Regions from separate parts of the Zea mays genome. Here all the other regions are linked to region 1. A link is a contact called in public Hi-C data. All regions are on one chromosome and are shown on one strand. Each heading gives the region's core, a stretch centred on a gene start, on an enhancer-like site or on the middle of the called end of the contact. The rest is flanking DNA. Distances are from core to core; before and after follow the strand shown. Region 1 has its middle 6.6 kb from the start of LOC103651132. Region 2 holds the start of LOC100285877 (peroxidase 56). Region 3 holds the start of LOC103651130 (autophagy-related protein 18f).

Region 1 (4,537 bases), core at 1,250-3,749:
AGACCCGTATTAAATTTATGGTGGGATTTCATCCCTCGTAACTGAACAAGGGCTGAGAGAGAAGATATACATCAGCTTGGAGGAATGGAGGGTAGGAGTGTCGGAGAAGTTCTAGCATATTGGTGCGTGCGGTCCTGAATGTTGTTTTGCGATTAATTGCACTTTGCTCCCATTTGAACTTTATTTCTCTTTGGCAGGCCGGGCGTCTTAATTCGATCACTGGGCAGCGCTCAACTGATACTCCTAGATCAGACATCTGTGTCAGCAACTCATTGATCTCGGTACGTACGTAGTACTAGCTAGGCGTCTAGGTCTCTGAAGATGACAGCGATCGAAGACGGAAACAAATCTAATAATGAATAGTACGGCTGCGACCATGCATATTCGAACCCTAACCATAAAAAAACAGTGATTTAGGCTAAGTTTTTTTTACCATACTTTAGGCATTTTTACATATGTGCCCTTAGTTTAGCACCACTCCTCATTGTATTAGTAAAATCGCCTCATCAATTACTAGCTAGAGAGGGTAGAAATGAGGAGTGGTACATGGATTTAAAATTCCTACAAATAAATTGCATACAACCATGTACGATTCCATGCATATGACAAGCTAGCGTTCCCTCTCTAGCCGTGACTTTGTACTCCAGCTCCAGCAGTATACTAGCTTAATTAGTTGTTCTATAAAGCACCGGGGGCGCTTATACGTGGGCATGCCTGGTTGCCAATCTTCCTGGAACCGCGAGCGTTTGGATCAGGTCTTTACACACGAACTCGTACAAATTCCAGCGATTGGATCGTAAAGACATCGATTCAAAAGGCCGAAACGTTAGTTCGTCCACCCCCAGTCGTGAGGGGGATCGGAGCTGGTGGCGATCGGCGGATCAAGGGGAGCAGACGACAAAGGCAAAGGCCGAAAGGCGTTGCGTTTAAAGCCGGAACAGGCGAGCGCGAGCCTACCGCTACAGCACACCCCCAGGCAACAAACAGGCAGGCATCCATGTGGACGGCACGGTACAAAGACGACAGGGCGGCCCCCGGCGCGGTGGCGCACCTTTGGCGGTAATGATCTCCGCGGCTCCGGGCGTGCGCGGCTTGCTGGAATGGGGCTGGGGGCTGCCGGACTGACTGGCACGGGGGTTTGTGTCATTGTGTGTTGTGTTGTGTGCGGGAGAGGGGGACCTGGAGCGGCCGGGGAGTGCTGCCAAACCGGCCAATCGCTCTGTACCGAACGTGCTGCTCCTGTAGCGTGCGTGCGTGCGTGCAACTGCCAATCATTGCTTGCCCCTCATCCAGACTGACTACCAGTTGTCAGACCATTTTGACCTGGTCAATCGGCCGTGCGGTCTCGTCAGTGCAGCGTCGTCCAACTGGTCAACAGCCGCATAGTATGCCGATCAGTCAGACCCATACGGGCTTGCAGCATGACACCGATCGAGCACTGGAGCACTGCAACGCCCCGCCCCAACCTGCTGTGCGTCGTCGCTCGCTCCCATCCGATGCTAGCTATGCCGCTACAGAAATCCTTGGGTTCCTGATAAGATCCCTCAGAATAAGCGACAGTGGTTGGGCTGGCCGGTTGGGTGGGAGTTTAAAGAAGCGTGGAGCACGGGACATGTTGCCCCGCCCGCGGCCCGCCCCATGCCACCGGTTAATGCAGGGCAGGGGAGGGGACGGTGGCGCGCTGACGGGGGGCCAGCCTGGTGCTGGCTGGTGCGGCATCCCCCCCTCGACGTCGACGTGGCTCGCTCCGCGGCCTCGGCCGGCCGGCCCATCCCTCCGTCGCCGCATCCCACGCGTCGTCGTCAGCCGAAAGGAAAAGGCGTCGCACGCGCGCGCGCTCCCGCCTCCAACTCCCGGCCGCGGCAGGGCATGGGTAGGATAGGAATGCCGGCCCCCCCGTGCTCTGCTGTCCTATGCGCCATCGATGGCCCGTCGGGCTGCATGGCTACCAAAGGCATATGTTACAGTTGCAGATGAGGCACTGAGGCGAGTAAACAAGAGGGGAGGGAGGGAGGCAGGGAATCAGAGCGCCATTCAATCCCTTGTCTCGTAACGTTTGGTGCCATGCCACACTCCGATCCGGCCCCGCGTTTGATTCCCACGCCCAGCAAGTACGCGCCAAAAAAGGGGGTTTCCCCCAGTGAATGGACGACGGAGCGATCTAGTTGGACTGATAAATGGCGGGGAAATCTGGTTGCGTCGCGTCCATTAACTCCGCCCCAGCTAACGATCGATGGCTGACGGACGATTCGTGCCGTCGAATCACCAGGCGGGGGACATGCCATGCCACGCGCTGTGCGCGGACCACGACGTGGCTCGGGGCTTCTTTTGGTGTCTCGCCTCCCTCCGCGCACGGTGGAGGGCGCCGGGCGGAATCATTGGTGCGCTGCATCTTGCCGTGAACCGCGCCCGTGGGACAGCGACGAGGCAGGGGACATTCCCAGCTACCGGCGGGCCCGCCCTGGCCTCCATCTGGTCGCTATCCTACCGCACGCCCGCAGGTGCGATGCCGGCGCTGTGTCTCACGACCAAGGCAACTGTGCGCGATTCAACCCTCCGCACGCGCTCCATCCCAACTGTCCAGATACGAGATCCGACACGACACTGTTTCCTTTCCTTTCCCCGGGCGCTCAAATAATAGGCCGCGCCGGTTTGTTTGGCAACTTGCAAGAAACCTCTAGGCTAGCCCTTCCTCCACACCAAATAATAGGTGCAGCGTTCCTTTTTTTTTTCATCTATGGGAGCCCAGCTGGGACTTATATTATCAAGCCCAGTCGTTATTAGCTACAAGCCCTCTATATGTGTTCTATCTTTAGGCCCAGGTTTCGATGTTTTTCTGCTGGGCCTAGGGGCGTCGGACACCTCTTATATGTACTAGCAAGCGATAAGACGTACATACAAAGACCATGTTGATTCTTCTCCCACGTCCCAAAACAGCTGACGTTCTTATCTTTAAGAGTCAATCATTTTTTTTAATTTGAACTAAATATATAAAAAAGATATTAATATTTATAGTACATAGTTTGTACTCCCTCCGTTTCTTTTTATTTGTCGCTGGATAGTGCAATTTTACACTATCCAGCGACAAATAAAAAGAAACGGAGGGAGTATCATTTTGTAATATCGTCATAGTAGGACCTATGGTCCCGAGCGTACCCAAAAGAGAAAAAACATGTTACAGATAGAGAGGGGACATGTATAACTGTTGGCTGATGGGCTCTAGCGTTTTCTAGATTGCTGATTTATCATTAAGATTGTAATTTTCAAACATATCTTTTCTTACCCAAATTTCTCTGTTACCAAAATTGCTAGTGAAATTTGCTAATTTGCTAAAAATATTTAGCTAGCTATTATCTAATTTGCTAAAAATGTCTAATTGTTGAACTTTTATCTAGACTGTTTGGATGTATACGACTAATTTTAGTAGCCAACTATTAGCTTTAGTGCATTTAAACATACCCATTGCCACGTGACATTTCTTTCAGCTGTTGAACTTTATCAAACTCTTAGTTGACGCGCATGATGAATGTCTTTAGAGCGGTCTGTACAACTCCGCATCAAGAAAAGGGCGACGTCTTAACAATCTCAAACTGGTTTAGCTTAACCAACCCAATCGATCTAGCTAGCTGGAGATTGTGTGTATGTGTGTGTGACAGAGAGTAAGCAACATGTAATTTTATATTGCTGAGGGTAAGCAACACGTAATTTTATATTGCCGGAGTTATATTGATGTAGCTAGCTGTGGTTAGTGTGGTTATAATATCACATTTATATTGCTGTAATTTTCCCATCAGGAAGATATGCATTTGAGTTAATTTTGGTTTTTTTAGGAAGATGTGGACGCTTAATCATACAATCCTTTCTATAAGACTCATGATTCTTTATACTCCAGCATCGCCGTATTCTTTTCTATTCTTTATCTTTGAGCTGAACTTGTATACCACACAACAGTAGATCATGTGATTACTTAACTTCTTCTTTTTATGGGTTGTTGAGAATTCCCTTTCACAGTTTTAAGGTCTCTAAAGATTGTGAGCTTTCACTGGTCCTCAGGTAATATACACACTTCCTGGATATGGTGTTTAGAATTGCACTTCTAAGTAACGAGGATGTTTTTTTTTATACTTGATTCACCTCTGATACCGTATTAAATTGTCTAGGCATTCAGCATCAGATATACCTAAGAGTTTCAGCACTAGAGTTGCTAGAAATTTCACTGCCCTCTAGTTCACTTAACCAATTTGAGTTTGTAGCTAAGAAGTTCCACTGCTCTCTAGCTTACTGAGGCAGTTTGGAGAAAATGGGGTCACAATGATGATGATCCTGAGGCAGTTTGGAGCCGCACAGTTGGCAATGGCAATGCAGTGCTGGTCCAAGATCATCGGTAGAATTATCCATCAGGTAAGAGTTCTCTGGAAGACATGCTGCAGATTTTGCAGCTCATAGGAACCAGGTTTTCATCTTAATTTGTAAACATAGTTCATATGAATAGCAGGATCCCTTGTTGGTTCAGTACGATTGTTTGCTGACGCAGGCA
Region 2 (4,537 bases), core at 1,162-3,661, 250 kb after region 1:
ATATTATTCCCTCATGTCTCTTATTTCAAATTTCATTCAAATAGATTAATATAATGTACAATATAAAATAATATTTTACACGACCATAATTATGATATGCTGGACATAGCCTAAAGGTGTTTCGTCCAACAATCTTGACTACTTCGAAGATGTTATTATTTACGCGCTAGCATGACTAAAACTCGTGCTACTTCATTTAATATGACCAAATTGTGTTATCATAATTAGTGTGACATTTGTTTCTGAAAGTTTAGTTTGTAACATGCTCTTTTTTTAAGATATTAGTTTTTATATCAAAAGCCATTAATCATTAACAATGTTTTAAATCTTTCACTGTGGCAAAAATTGAAATGAATATGAATATACAAATATACGTAGTCAATTTTTATTGGATACGAATTAATTCTTACAAAACGAAACACTCGATGTCCAGTTCCATCACTACTCAACTGCCGTCTCTTCGCTGGATTCCAACAGAAGCATCCAATTGCCAAAAGCACAATTACTGTTTGAATTAATATAATTTGACAAAAAAATTTCCTGCCATTGTGTGGTTGTCGTGTGAATGTCTGAATGAGCAACCATACCGTCCGTCTCTTCACACACACCTCAGCAAACAATGGAGGCGCAACGTAAAGAACAAAACAGATGGACCCCAGCCCAAACGGCGGAGAGAAGAGAATACCGCAACTACTGCATCCTGGTTGGCTCCCACGTTGTCGTGGCCACATGACGCGACGGCTGACGATCCATCCACCAATTGCACTCGCTCGCACGACAAGACCAGGTCAACAACGGCACCGCCGCCCAGAGCAGGGCAGCAGCCAAGCCAACCACTCGCTGGCTATCCTATTCCTCGACCTCGATCGGTTAGTAATTTCTAGTCAACGTACGCGGCGCAGGCGCTCCTGATCTCGCCGTTGTCACCCGTGAGCACCTCGATGCGGCCCATGTTGGTGATGGCGGCCGCGTAGTCGGCGAAGAATTCGTCGGGCGACGCCGCGTCGGCCATGCGCTCGACGTACGCGCTGGTCCACGGGTCGTCGAGGAGGGCCTGGTCCGAGGTGAAGAGGCCCCGGTTGGCGCGCACGTTGCGGTAGTAGCTGAGGTCGAAGGTGTAGGGGCTGCGCGGGTCCATCTCCACCATGGTGGTGTCGTCGGCGAGCCCCGGCTCGCACATCTCCCGCAGCTGCGCCGCGTACGCCTTGTTCAGCGACGGGTCCTGCCCCACGTGGCCGCTGTAGTTGTACAGCCGGTCCGACGCGAACGTGGTGCACTGCGCCCTCCCGATCGTGTGGCTTCCTGCACTGCATGCAGTCAGGGATTGTTCCGTGTGTACCACCGTCGTCGATCGATCAGTCGTCTAGCTACTTTGCTTGCAGGACGTACGTACGTACGTAGTTGGACAGCTCATTGGTTGTATTGTACCTGACAGCACGACGAGGTCCTTCCAGCCCAACCCCTTGAAGCTGAAGTAGGTCTTGAGGTCGACGATTTTGGAGGAGGGCGGCGGGAGGTCGTTGTCGGCGTCGTACTCCGCCGACACCTTGCCGTCGCGGCGGCCGGTCTCCACGGCGTACCGCGGCCCGTTGCTCTGGGAACAAGGAGAAGCCGCTTCTTCAATTCAATTAATGTGTAGCTAGGTTGATATGGTCCGATCGAGGAGAGCAACAAATTATGTCGGAGGCTGCTTATAATTATTTTATTTACCAGGTACACGGCGTCCCGGGCCGCCATGACGATGATGTCCGCGCACGACACGGTCAGCGGGCACGCGTCCTCCAGCTTGGCCTTGATGTGCTCGATCTCGGCGTAGCCCCGGAGGCCGTAGCTCGGGAAGGCGTCCCTCTCCGCAGTCCCGTTCCGCGAGACGAGCATGATCGACGCGTCGCAGCCCTGCGCACGCGCGCGAGGCAACAACAACAACAAAAAAAAAAAGACATCCAGGAAGCTCGTATCAAGCAGTAGGCAGACGATGAGAAGGCCGGCTGCGGCAACGTACGCACCCGGACGAGGCAGTCGTGGAACATGAAGCGCAGCAGCGCCGGGCCGATGGTCTCGTCTTTGTCGACGAGGGTCCGCATCTCGGCGAGCACCAGGTCCTCCGCCTGCGGGCACTTCTCGTTGTAGAACCCCACGGCGAGGCCGGCGACCGGGAGTCCCGGCAGCAGCATGCTCACCGCGGGGTCGTCCGCCCGGCAGCGAGCGACGGCGGCCGCCACGACCACCACCAGCAGCAACAGCCGCCGCCTCAATGCCATCGGCCGCCTGGAACTGGAATTCGATCGGTGGATCGGAGAAGGCAGAGAACTGGACGCCCGCGGCCCAACCGCGTAGCGTACGCCTGGAGTATAAAACTGCAAGTATCCGCCAGCCAGCCCTCCCCCCGGGCGCGAGCATAAACAAGTGATGGGAAAGTCTTCGCTGAAAGCGAGGCAGTGGTAGGTAGGTCGACCCTCGCTTTCGGGATCTCAGAACCCGGCTAGCTAGCGGAATACAAAGGAGAAGCGAGCGCAATAGCCATTTCACACGGGACGGGGATCGGCAGGCAGGAGGCGGGCGAGCAGGTGCACGGATTGGGCCCGTCCTGTCATGCCCTTTGCGATCGTCAACGGGAGGATTCTTTCAGCCGACTACCAGAGCCATCAGCCCATGTCTACATGTACATGGCTTGGCTGTTCACCAGGACCAGGAGGCTGGGAGTTTGTCGCCATGGTCGCTGGACCGTACCTGATGATATTGTAAGCAACCATGACTTGGAAGCTTGTTAAGAAGAAAGAAAATTCACCCAGCGACCAGCGAGGTGTAGCGCGGGATTCAGCTCGTGGCCTATGTTAGCTGCGTACGTGCTGACTGCGAAACGGTTGACGCACGGGCGTTGTTGCCCAGCACCAGCAAGACGGAGGAGGCCGCGGATGTTTCTTGGTGAACCAGTCCACCTGCCGGGGCCATCTTCTGGGCTGTTACGCTTAAGCGTACTTGTTCAAAGTCAAAGTTTTATCGTTTCGCAGGATGGAATTGTAAAACTGGACATATGCGATAAAGAATGTCGTCCACCGAATCAGGTATGAGGCTATCTTCAGCAGCCTGCTCCCTATTTTAATCCACGCTTGGTAAATTAAGAGCGGCGCACCGCGCACGGTCTTCCCATGTGTTTTTACAGTAGTTACAACACTGGACCTCGAAAAGAAGAAATCCCAGAAGGAAGCAGAAACAGAGAAAATAAAGAAGAAATCTGACAGCGATAAAGCTTGTAGGAAAGAATTGGAAAATGATAAATCTCCTAAGAGGGATTCAGCAAATGAGAAAAAGGCAAGCTAAACAATTCGATCAAAAAGCTAGACATATCACTTCAATCACCTCCACAGACTGCTCACCAGTTCAATATTCATCCAGTATAGGGCAAAGTCAAGAGGATTACAGACTCTGCTACCTTTCAAAGTTCAAACAAATCAGTAAAAGAGGATGAAGATCCGGAAGCAAAAGCACCATTTGACTAAGCAAACGAAGCCGCTGCTGTTGATGGCACATGAACATCGGCAACAAAACTGGGCGCCGGTTGTTGGGGTGCAGGTCAGGGAAGAGAACAGGGCGCTGGTAAATGAAGAGACTGCCTACAGGCAGGGCCAGATTTGGTAGAGCTTCACCAGGGCGCCCGCCCTACGAACCCAAATCCGATGGACCTATAGATGGCCATATGACACTAACACGATGGATCAGCTCAAGTACGACATGAAAAAACACGAATCAGACATGACCTGGCCCTGCTAGTATAGTGACACTGCCTGGTACGGTACAACTAAAGTGCTGTGACTGGGCCACCATCTCGATCCGTAGTGCTGGCACGAGCACGACACAGTTATATTTTTTTATTAAATTTAATATTTTATATATATTAAGTATAAGAATTCAACATATAACATTATAACTGGGGGTGGAAACGAGCCGAGCCGAGCTCGGCTCGCTCATGCAACGAGCCGACCTTGGCTCGGCTCGTTCATCTGGCGAGCTCGAAAAAGCGGCTCGGCTCGGCTCGGCTCGCTCCAGGCTCGCGAGCTGTTGACCGAGCCAACGAGCCTAGCCATAAACGTAAATCTGTTTTCTAAATTATTATATAAAATCTTAAAAATATTTTAAATTAGTAAAATAGATATATCACTAATATAATATAGAAAATAGATTATTTTTGTATAGTAATCTCGAATAACATAAATTATTGTCTACTCGGTACTAATATTATATGCTAATTAAGATTTTATGTAACAAATTGTTGTTGGGTCGAGTCACGAGCCAGCTCGCGAGCTGCACCGAGCCGAGCCGAGCTGGCTCGCTCTTTTCACGAGCCACAAAAACAGGCTCGGCTCGGGCTCGTTTTGAGCGTCGAGCCGGTCCGAGCCGAGCCGAGCTGCTACGAGCCCGAGCCAGCTCGTCGAGCTTGAGCTTTTTTTTCCAGCCCTAATTATAACACAATAAAATTGTAGCCGCATTGGCTAGGTGGGTGTGTTTAAGTCTCTCATACACTTGGTTGCGTGTTTAA
Region 3 (4,537 bases), core at 653-3,152, 200 kb after region 1:
GCAAAAGATTACATACAATTTTACATGGTTGAGAGACTGGAGGATTAAAATGTGGAGCATACTTTTATTTTACTATATGTATTTTTCAATATGGAACTATAATGTGAAGTCACAGTTTATAACCAACTTTTTGCTCAGCATTGGAGTCTATCTTACATACAGTTCAGACCATGGTGAAATTGAAGTTCGATTTTCATGACAAAGTGGGAATCCATAACTCAGTAAACCAGAGCATAACTTCAGTCCTCAACTTGATATTATAACAATTTAATACAATAACAAACCATTAGAGGGGAACAAAAGGATGTAGCATATATAGTGTCATAGTGTCTTGTCTTGACCAACCATCACTTTCCAATCCCAAGATTAAAAGCAGGACCCAAAGTTAACTTGACTAATTGTGAAAGCTGCATGGTTCCATATCTGCAGCTTGGCTTGTACGATTATACCCGAATCATCTCAGCGTATTTGCAAACTTCTTAGTTCTGAACAAGCACCACTAACTACTAAAATAATACAGTAGCCCGTCTGATCAGCAGTCTCTCAGTATGACACTTCCTATAGCAATATCTTTGAAAAATATGTTGTCGTAAATGGGAATAGCTATATACTAGTATGATAGTATTTTCCATAATGAACCTAGTAACAATGTGAATTGTGTTATCAGTCTATGTTAATTTTTAGAAAAAATTGATAGTCAAAGGTAAAATAGTTTGAATTAGGAGTAGGACAAACCTAAATGGACTTGATAAGACGAAGCACTAAAAGAGCATCTAGTTCAAATAACAGAGATGGTATACTGATTGTCAGTATAAGTGCATGAAAAAACTGACAATAACCCTAAATCCTAGTAGGTATGACTTGGGGCAGAAACAGAAACGGAAGTGCCTTCCAGTTCCAGCCATCAACACACTTTTTTGCTCATTTTAACTAACGCACACGTGAACCAACTAAAAGCTTCCCCAGTGCCCTATAATTAGCAGGGTATCAATATAAACTACTAGTAAATCTTATATTTGCACACACAAAAAAGTAGGGGAGCGACATACTAGTATCGATTAAACAAGCAAAGGTTAACGAACCTGGTCACGACTTGCATCCTCCTCGTGGCTGGCCATCGAGTTGACCAGCGATGCCCCGGCCGAGCGCAGCGTGGAGGCGGCCGTGGACGCCCCCGACGACACGATCCTCATGCAGTTGGAGAGCGACCGCGCCGAGAAGAAGCCCCCGCCGGCGCGAGGAGCCGGCGCGCCGTCCCGCATGAAGCCGGTCCGAGAATCACACCCGTGCACGCTACCGCCTCCCCAGATGCAATCCACACGAAGCAAGCCCAGACTTGGCTTCCAAGCTAGATAGTTGAGGAAGCCGAGGCCGAGACGAAACCACCAATCCGGCAATCAGACCGAACCAAGGCGTTCCGAATCGATCGCTGATGCCCCCGGGCTGTTTCTGTGGGGACTCGTGGGACTCTCGCAGAGAAACAGCCCACTGACCGTATCCTCAGGTGCTCGCCATGGGCGCGGGAGGAGGGCGGCGCTCGAGGTGGGGGAAATCGGCACGCGCGGGGCGAGAGGCCTAGTAGATCGTCCGGCGGGCGGGGGCGGGGAGGACTGGTGGTGGGGAGCGGCCGAACCGGTGGTGGTTGCACGGGGACGAGCAATTCGATCGGAGAAAGCGAGGGTTTGCCTGCGGTTCCGTGTGTTTTTTTCCTCCTCTTTTCGCTGGACGAGACGACGGGATTAAGAGAAATAGAATACTAGCTGCTAAGCAGTGTTCAGTTCGGGTTTGTTTGTGGGTAGGAGAGAAGAGAGAATACGGCGCGGAAGCAGGGCGAGACGGGTGAAGTGGGGTGGGGCGGCCGCTGCCCGTTGGCTTGCCTGGGGAGATAAACCAAACGGCTGGGGGATAAACCAAGCGTCATCTAGCCGTCTACGAGATAAATGTGTACAGCTTGCCGTGTAGGGAAGTACAAGTACTCGCGTCGTTGGCTGCCGCCTACTTTTTAATTTCTGAACGTTGGGGCCTGGGGGTCAGAGCTGAGCAGATCTGGCGTTCTCGACCGGACTTTCATGGCATACCCGTACGATGATTACGTACATAATGTCCCGTTCGGAACACACGGAGTGGAGCACGAACCACGAATGCAGAAAATGTCGTAGCACGAACAGGAATCTTGGTTCCCAAGGCAAATTTGGCTCCTAATAAAGCCCGGATATTGCAAATGCAAGCTGCCAGGTAGTTTGAGTACCCATCCCAACACCCCGCAACTAGGAGTGTAGAATATGTCGATTGCACATGCGAGGATACGACCATAACGTGAAAGCATGCTTTGTGGAACACGCAAGGGCCCGTGTTTAGCATGGGAATCACTTGAGATCCAGCTGAATAAACCGGGCTCTGCTAAGCAACAGAGCGTGCCTGTGGATACTAGTCGCAGCCAAAACAAAAATGCTGCAACGAGCGTGCCGTGATTTTTTTTTCCTTCGCTCAAGAGATCAGGGGAGAGAACAGAGAAGGCATGTACCTGCACCCTTTGGATCCATTGCATTTCTTTTTGCCTTTTTCACTAAGGCCTTGTTCGGCACTTCTGGAAAATTTTTCAGATTGGTTTTTCACCCCACATGGATTGGGTGAATCCAAGCCTTTCACCCAATCCCTTGTGGGATTTAATCCCAAAACTCAATTAACCAATGTTTGTTCGTTTGGTCCATATGGATTATATTCCAAAACCCAAACAACTATGTTTGTTCGTTTATTCCATGTGGATTAAACCCCAAACTTAAATACCAACAAAAGCCAATAAAACCAACAAAATTAAAGCATAGAACAAGTCATTTCTCAAGAAATTTATGTGTCATACGATTCTCGATACATATATTAATTTGTTCAAAAAAATTAAGCATGTAATGTCTCTGTGTGAGCTATATTTTGTTCAAAAATTTAAGCATGCCATACAAGTCTTGCAACAACCTGCCTTCAGGTTCTATTACATGATGAGCCCAAACATGAAGAAATGCAACATATATATAGCTCATACTGGTGTGCAAGGCTCTGCCTCCATATGACCAATATTCCCTGTCTGTAAAGTTTAAATAAGGAATAAAGCAGAAATCAACAGATAAAAATTTGAAATTTATGTAGAAAGCAAACCAAAATAATTCAAATGGTGCTAACTGTTATCAAATTAAAAGTGCAGAATAATGTGCTACCATATTAAATGAACTACAATTAGAAAAAAGCTAGCTACTGGACAAAAGCGAAGCTTTAGATAAGAGATACCAGTTTTCAGGTGCCTACACTATTTGACATTGTTGTACCTATTTGTCTGCACTATTAGATATAGAGATACCAATTTTAAGTTTTCGGGTACAAGTTTTCAACTAGCTTGTTTGCAGATTCTCAGGAAGCTGTTTTGGTTTAGTTACATGTCAACGATCCGCAAAGCAAGTCGAGCTACTGTCACTGCATCAGTGCTCTGCAAGTATAATATAAGTGTTCACTTGTAGATTTCACATTACAGTCTTCAACCTAACAAAGTCTAAAATTAGGCTACAAATCACAAAGGTACAACTTATGGCACAATCTTCACAGGAAGCGTGATGTTGAAGTTCATGTTCTAAAAATAATTTACTCTTTTGTATTACCTTTTAGCTATTAGCTAGAACAAGGAAAAATGACACCACCTGCGATAGTGGATCATGTATCTAACAATCATAGTCAAGCATTTTTAAAAGAGAAGTTGACGAGAAGTTGACAGTTTAACTATGGATCTATGTATTAATAGAAGAGTGGAAAACATAATAAAAAACATTTAAACACAAAACAAAAACAATATCTGCCAACGAAGACAGGTAGCCATACATGCCGTCTCTTCAATTAATCACATCAGGAGATTGATGTAGCAGCAGAACAGTGAAGTAGAGCCACTAAATATAAACAAGTTTATCTCTGGTTAGATGGTAGCTATTGGATCTGTGATCATGTTTATATTCAGTACAATCGTCAGTACTCAGGAGCAACTATCGGTCTTCAGTGTTCACGGGGCATCCAAAATATGGTCTACTTAAAATATGAGAAGAAACAACCATGCGGCTCGCTCGGTGGCCAGCGGCCCAGAGACTCAACTCTTCATTGCTCACGCTCGGCAGTCAGCATGGCACTCGCCGCCATCTCCGGTGACCGGTGCCCCGCGACCCCCGACCCCCTCCCTCAACCACGGCACCGCCCATCTACCATGAACACCGGGACCAAGAAATGACTCGAAACCCTAGCTAACAAAAGAGAGAGGTACCTACTAGAGAGAAGGTTGCCAACACAGTAGAAGTTGCTGGCGACGCGGAGAGCCGTCACGACGACGGCATGCCGCTCATCGGCCGGTTGCGCCGCCGCCGTCGCTCGTCACGCGTATACGTGTTATCGCTCGCTCTGGATTCGTTTCCATACCCTTCGAGTCCTGGCTCTGTTCCATGACCTCCTCTGTCAAAAAAAATCCAAGCCCATGGGTTAAAAATCCTAGTGGGCTTAACCGAACCGAAAA

What was found. A called contact is a pair of places that touch in the nucleus more often than the background predicts.
Region 2: a contact with region 1 is called in a Hi-C map of ear, with 1.6 times the contacts expected there. The contact joins the promoter of LOC100285877 here to the enhancer-like site in region 1. A contact is called at or near these places in 2 of 25 Hi-C or Micro-C datasets (ear and tassel).
Region 3: a contact with region 1 is called in a Hi-C map of ear, with 2.2 times the contacts expected there. The contact joins the promoter of LOC103651130 here to the enhancer-like site in region 1. A contact is called at or near these places in 2 of 25 Hi-C or Micro-C datasets (ear and leaf).

What each region holds. Positions count from the first base shown.
Region 1 is chr3:195,157,908-195,162,444 of Zm-B73-REFERENCE-NAM-5.0, reverse strand. No RefSeq gene overlaps it. Among protein-coding and RNA genes, the nearest start is that of LOC103651132, 6.6 kb to the left of the region's middle. Within about 2 kb of position 2,499, at least 19 of the 20 cell types and tissues checked have an H3K27ac peak or open chromatin away from gene starts, as enhancers often do. A contact at or near this core is called in ear, leaf and tassel, where this site is marked.
Region 2 is chr3:194,911,398-194,915,934 of Zm-B73-REFERENCE-NAM-5.0, reverse strand. It overlaps LOC100285877 (peroxidase 56), which reads right to left and starts at 2,411. Exons shown (of 4, transcript NM_001158767.1): 1 at 2,007-2,411; 2 at 1,711-1,896; 3 at 1,429-1,594; 4 at 524-1,302. The coding sequence starts at 2,261. The coding sequence ends at 881.
Region 3 is chr3:194,955,959-194,960,495 of Zm-B73-REFERENCE-NAM-5.0, reverse strand. LOC103651130 (autophagy-related protein 18f) reads right to left here and starts at 1,902. Exons shown (of 8, transcript XM_008676728.4): 1 at 1,083-1,902. The coding sequence starts at 1,262.